Regions from separate parts of the Rattus norvegicus genome. Here region 1 is linked to region 2. A link is a contact called in public Hi-C data. All regions are on one chromosome and are shown on one strand. The core of a region is the stretch at or near the end of the contact, and the rest is flanking DNA. Distances in the headings are between cores, read along the strand shown.

Region 1 (2,700 bases), core at 147-2,646, 46 kb after region 2:
TTTCTAACACAGCCACGGGGACACTGTTGTCCCGAAGCCTGACTCCAGATGACGATGTTTTTCAACACCTGGCGTACACCTATGCCTCACGGAATCCCAACATGACAAAAGGGGATCAGTGTAAAAACAAGAGGAGCTTCCCCAACGGGATCATCAACGGGTACTCCTGGTATCCACTGCAAGGTGAGCTCCTCTTCCTCATGTTCTCCGGTTGCCTTCACTGGAAGCACCAGAGAGGGTCAAAAAGGCCTTCAAGGCACAATGTGGTCCCTCAGTCAGGCCTCTGTCCCATAATACCCCAGGAATGGTGGAAGCGACCGATGGTTTGAAAGATGCAGAGGCGTGCTCCTCCCTGCCCGTGGTCTCCTTCATTCTCTGTGTGCTTACCGCATCCAGGAACTGTACCGGGAAAGAAGACACAGACCTGGTCCTCAAGTGGGATGAGTGTGAGGAACTGGGTTACAGTGCCATTAGAGTAGGAAGAGAGATTTAGAAAAGCCACAGGTGTGTGAAGGAGCCTGCGGCCACAGCAGACACAGGCAGGGAGTGGGGTGGATCTTAGAGGAAGGTGACTGTACTTAAGTCCCTCCAACGGGGTTGGGGATTTAGCTCAGTGGGGCTGGGGATTTAGCTCAGTGGTAGAGCGCTTGCCTAGCAAGCGCAAGGCCCTGGGTTCAGTCCCCAGCTCCGAAAAAAAGAAAAAAGAAAAAAAAAAAAGTCCCTCAAACAAGCACAGCTGCCACAAAGCTCCCACCATTTCTGACCAGGCAGCCATGGAGACAGTGTGGCCAGTCTTCTTCCAGAGTCTAGAAGAGAAGCTGGATATCGGGAAGAAATGCTCTTCAGGCAGAACCAAAGGAAGGCGTTCTGGTTTCCCACCCTTGAGTAGGATGGCCAGGCAGAGGAGGGCTGACGGTGTAGGGAGAAAGCTCACCCAGGAGGAGGGATATTCAGTGGCAGACCACTGAACTATATATACTATCATTTCCTCTTGCTGGCCATACTAGGGATTGAATCTAGGGCTTTGCACCTTTTAGGCAAGTGTTTTGTTGTTGGGTTATCCCCAGCCTTCTTTTTACTTTTCTTTTGAAACAGGGGCTTACTAAATTGCCCAGGCTGGCTTTGAACCTTCCATTCTCCTACCATAGCCTCCCTAGTAGCTGGGATTACAGACAGACCTACACCATAAGGCTTAGCTCACTCTTAATGGAACAAGTACTGTCAACAGAAGCCCAGGGGTATATAGAAACCATCACTCGTCTGGAAACTAAAACCCATGAGGAGGGGCTGAGGGAGAAAGGGCAAGGGAAATGACCTCGTGCTAGAGGTGAGCAGTCTTCCCTCCCAGGCTAGCGGACCCAGCCCGCTGACAGCAAGCTGCAGCCTGCATCTCTGCACACAGGCCGCTTCCACAGGCGCCTTCGCCAGCTGTCACTCTGGGTGCATGGGCTGTCTAGTGATCTAGCACAAACTGGTACTTTTGTGTCTGGGTGGCCCACGGCCAATTTTCCAGATGAGGTAAATAAGCGTAGACCACAGTTGATGGCGTCCAGGCAGTGAGCCCAGCTAGACACGGAGGCACCATAAAATCCACTCGCTGTTCTTGACCTGCTCCCACTCACCTCAGGTCTCTAGCACAGCCCCACTCCTCCATCTTCGTCACTACAAAGGACCCTCTGTTTCCTGGCACAAGTGTCCTTCATGGTCCTCCGTAACGGCCAAGACAGAAATCCAGATGTGTGGAAATTCCCAAAGTTTCAAGTTATTTTTAAGGGTGTGTGTGTGTGTGTGTGTGTGTGTGTGTGTGTGTGTGTGTGTGTTCAGAGATAAATACAAAATCCATAGTGTTAAAAGAGAGGAAAAGGGGGGTTGGGGATTTAGCTCAGTGGAAGAGCCCTTGCCTAGCAAGTGCAAAGCCCTGGGTTCGGTCCCCAGCTCCGAAAAAAAAAGAAAAAAGAAAAAGAAAGAGAGGAAAAAAGAAAATCTCTTTTAAAAATACTTATTTATATTGTGTATTATTTTATGTACACTGTCGCTGTCTTCAGACACACCAGAAGAGGGCATCAGATCTCATTACAGATGGTTGTGAGCCACCATGTGGTTGCTGGGATTTGAACTCAGGACCTCTGGAAGAGCAGTCAGTGCTCTTCACCACTGAGCCATCTCTGCAGCCACCCCTCCCCCCAAAAAAAAAATCTTTGTCACTAGAATCTAGGTCTATATATATTATTTAACATTTCAACATTTTCTTCGTGGATTTTTATTTATTTTTTTCATTTTATGTATATGTGTTTTTTGCCTGTGTGTACGTCTGCAAACCACATGTGTGCTATGCCACAGAAGCTGGAGGAGGGAGTCAGCTCCCCTGACGCTGGAATTACAGGGGGGTGTGAGCCGCCATGTGGGTGCTAGGTCCCGGGTCCTCTGTAACTGCAGCCAGTGCTCTTACACCCTGAGCCATCTCTCTACCCCTTGAGCATTTCGTTGGACTTAAACTTCTCCCATGCCTGTTGGGACTGAGAACACATGTATTCTCTGGGGCGGATGCTGTACTGGTTACTGCTGTCCTTGCTGGGACAGAGACATCATTTACCTGACACTTGCACGATAGAGGCAGAGGTGGGGCCTTGGCAGATCAGGAAACAGAGGCCACTGGGATTCCGGGGTCAGATGCCACCCACTAGCCCTGTCACTGTGGCC
Region 2 (2,700 bases), core at 153-2,652:
ATCCTTCAGAACTCATAGCCCAACACCATCTGTATTTCTAAGAGGATAGGTAGCCTTCACCCTAGGTTCTCCACTTTGCCCCTCCCTCCTTAAACCTCTCAAACGGTGGTTCTCAACCTTCCTAATGCTGCAACCCTTTAATACAGTTCCTCATGTTGTGGTGAGCTCCAACTATAAAATCATTTCGTTGTGGCTTCATTGTAATTTTGCTACTGTTATGAAACGTGAAGTAAATATCTGATATTCAGGATATCTGATATGCGACCCATGTGAAAGGGTCGAGCCTCAGGGGGTCTCGACCCACAGGCTGAGAACCACTGCTTTAAAACATTAATTCCTTTATTAGTAGTATATATGTGCGCGGGGGCGGGGAGGCAGTGCAGCAAAGACCACATTATGTCTGTGAAGGTCAGAGTCGACTTTGTGCAGTCTGGTCTCTCTTTCCTTTACTTAGGTTCTGAGACTGGAATTACGGTGGCCAGGTTCACAGCCCAAGCATCTTTGTCCTGCACCATCTCCCCTACCTTCAAGGGCCCTTTTAAGAATAACTCCCTCCCTTTGTGCACTGGGGAGGAAATTCCATCCCCTCAATTTGGGATGGTCCCTGTCGTCACTATTTAAAAAAAAAAAAAAATCTGTTCAAGATGTGTTATAACAAATCGGTAGCTTTCGGAGCTTGTTTGCACCAGACCCTTGCAGGAGTCGGTATTTCTTGAACAGTGTATGTAAATCCATGGGACAGAGAGACTGTGTGTGTGGTGTCCTTTTGAACATGATGGCCCCTTGTCACGAACCACTTCTCACCGGTCACGGTCTGCGTTCTGTTGAATGCAAACACAGCCTACCGCCTCCTCCTGGAAAGCAGAACTTGAGGAAGAAGCACCGAGACGGAACTGGTCTGAGGAATAAGGAGCAGCGACGACTGCGGCTCTACTTTTGTCCTACGAGTTGGTCACAAACTTAACTCTGATTCAGCCAAATCTCGTCTACTAGACACTTCTGTTGGACAGGTTCCCGTACCGCACACTTGGCATGTAAAGCTCACACGCACGTTCTTTCTTGAAAGTTCCCCGGCTTCCCCAGTTGCAGCACAGGGCTGAAAGCCTGACCCAGCTCGCACTCCAGGTGGCGCGCCCACTGCCCGCCGTGGGCACCGTCTGCGCAGCGTTCCCCGGGGCCGAGGCCAGGCTGCACGTCCAACACGGGCTCCGACCTGTCGCGCCCTACCGCCCACCAGGCGTGCTCGCTGTCCTCAATACCCTATGGTGGACCTTGTCCCTTGAGCGAGAGCGGAGACCCCGCCCCCGGGGCGGGCGCGGCGCGGAGTGGGAGTGGCGGCGGGCGGGGCGCCCGGGCCCGCCCCTCTGTCCGGGTTATAACTCTCCCCAGCACCCGGCGCCCGCCGGCGGGCGGAGACGCGCGCCTGGCACTGGTGAGACGGGTCGTGCGGAAGGGTGCTGCTGCGGGGACACGGGCGGGCTGCGGGGCTCCGGTGGGACCATCTTTACCTGGCTCCTCAGAGGAGGGAGCGTGGAGCTCAGGTGTTCCGGAGGGCGGAGAGGACTCCGGGCTGGCGGTACCCGCGCTTCCCCGGGCGGTCCTCAACTGCTCACTCCTTCTCTTCCATCTCTAGGACATGGACGGCGCGCGCCTGTGGCTGGGGCTTCTGCTGCCCGTGGTGGCCGCCTTGGATTTCCGATACCACCACCAGGAAGGGATGGAGGCTTTCCTAAAGAGCGTGGCTCAGAACTACAGTTCGATCACGCACTTGCACAGCATCGGGAAATCGGTGAGAGGTAGGTGGCCTCCCGCGCACGTCCCCAACCCTCAACCCACGTTTAAAAGTTAAGTTGAATGGCACTGTCTGGTCCTCTGTTGGTGAGGCTCCCCGGACGCGCTCCTCGCAGGTAAAGCATACCTTGCCCAGTCAGTGGTTTTTCTGCCTTTTTTTTCATTGTTTTTTCAATTTTGTTAGATCAGGAGAGCGGTAAGAGGAACAGTGTGCATATTGCAGTCTCTCTACCGAGAGTCAGAATCACTTAGTCCTCTGTGTAATTGCCTTTAGGGATCGGGAGGACATTACTTATCTGAGAGGTGTATCTTCGTTCCTTTTCAGGGTAAACATCTTCCTCAGTTTCCCTTTCTGTTGGCTCCCTTGCATACTGATTGTGACTGTTAACTACCGTTTCCTCGGGTCGCTTTAAAACTAGACATTGTCGTACTCTTGTGGAGTTCTATGCATGTGTGATTAACCCTATGGCTTAAAGTTATGAGAAAATGCGGATCTATATCTAAAGGCTGTGCTTGAAGGATACACCTGCTTGGTAGTAAGTTGCAACGAATGATATCCTTAGCATTTTCAAGTGTATCACTTAGTCCGCTTTAATGTTGAAACTATATACTCTCAGTGGAGGGAGCAAATGGGGAGCAAAGAAATTAAGGCTTTTGGTCAAGTTACCTAGATGGCAATTCTATCTATCTATCTATCTATCTATCTATCTATCTATCTATCTATCTATCTATCTACCTATCTACCTATCTATCTACCTATCTATCTATCAGAGATAAAACTCAGGACCTCATTTGTTCTCATTTGCAAACATTGTATCATTAGCCTAACCTACTAGCCATTGAGGGTGAAGTTTTAGCCAGGACTGGTACCTGATCATTTTGGGTGGGGCAAATAACTTTAGCAGCCAT

The links. Hi-C and Micro-C count contacts between places; a contact is called where the count stands out from the background.
Region 1: a Hi-C map of psoas muscle shows a contact between it and region 2, with 1.6 times the contacts expected there. The contact joins the enhancer-like site here to the promoter of Cpm in region 2. A contact is called at or near these places in 5 of 12 Hi-C or Micro-C datasets (Schwann cells, frontal cortex, kidney and 2 more).

What each region holds. Positions count from the first base shown.
Region 1 is chr7:55,156,410-55,159,109 of GRCr8, forward strand. Cpm (carboxypeptidase M) reads left to right here. Exons shown (of 9, transcript NM_001108098.1): 6 at 13-183. Among named protein-coding and RNA genes, the nearest start is that of Mdm2, 43 kb to the right of the region's middle. Within about 2 kb of position 1,397, at least 44 of the 93 cell types and tissues checked have an H3K27ac peak or open chromatin away from gene starts, as enhancers often do. A contact at or near this core is called in Schwann cells, where this site is marked.
Region 2 is chr7:55,110,197-55,112,896 of GRCr8, forward strand. It overlaps Cpm (carboxypeptidase M), which reads left to right and starts at 1,403. Exons shown (of 9, transcript NM_001108098.1): 1 at 1,403-1,432; 2 at 1,634-1,796. The coding sequence starts at 1,637. It overlaps LOC120093603 (a long non-coding RNA gene), which reads right to left. Exons shown (of 5, transcript XR_005486971.2): 5 at 1,796-2,700.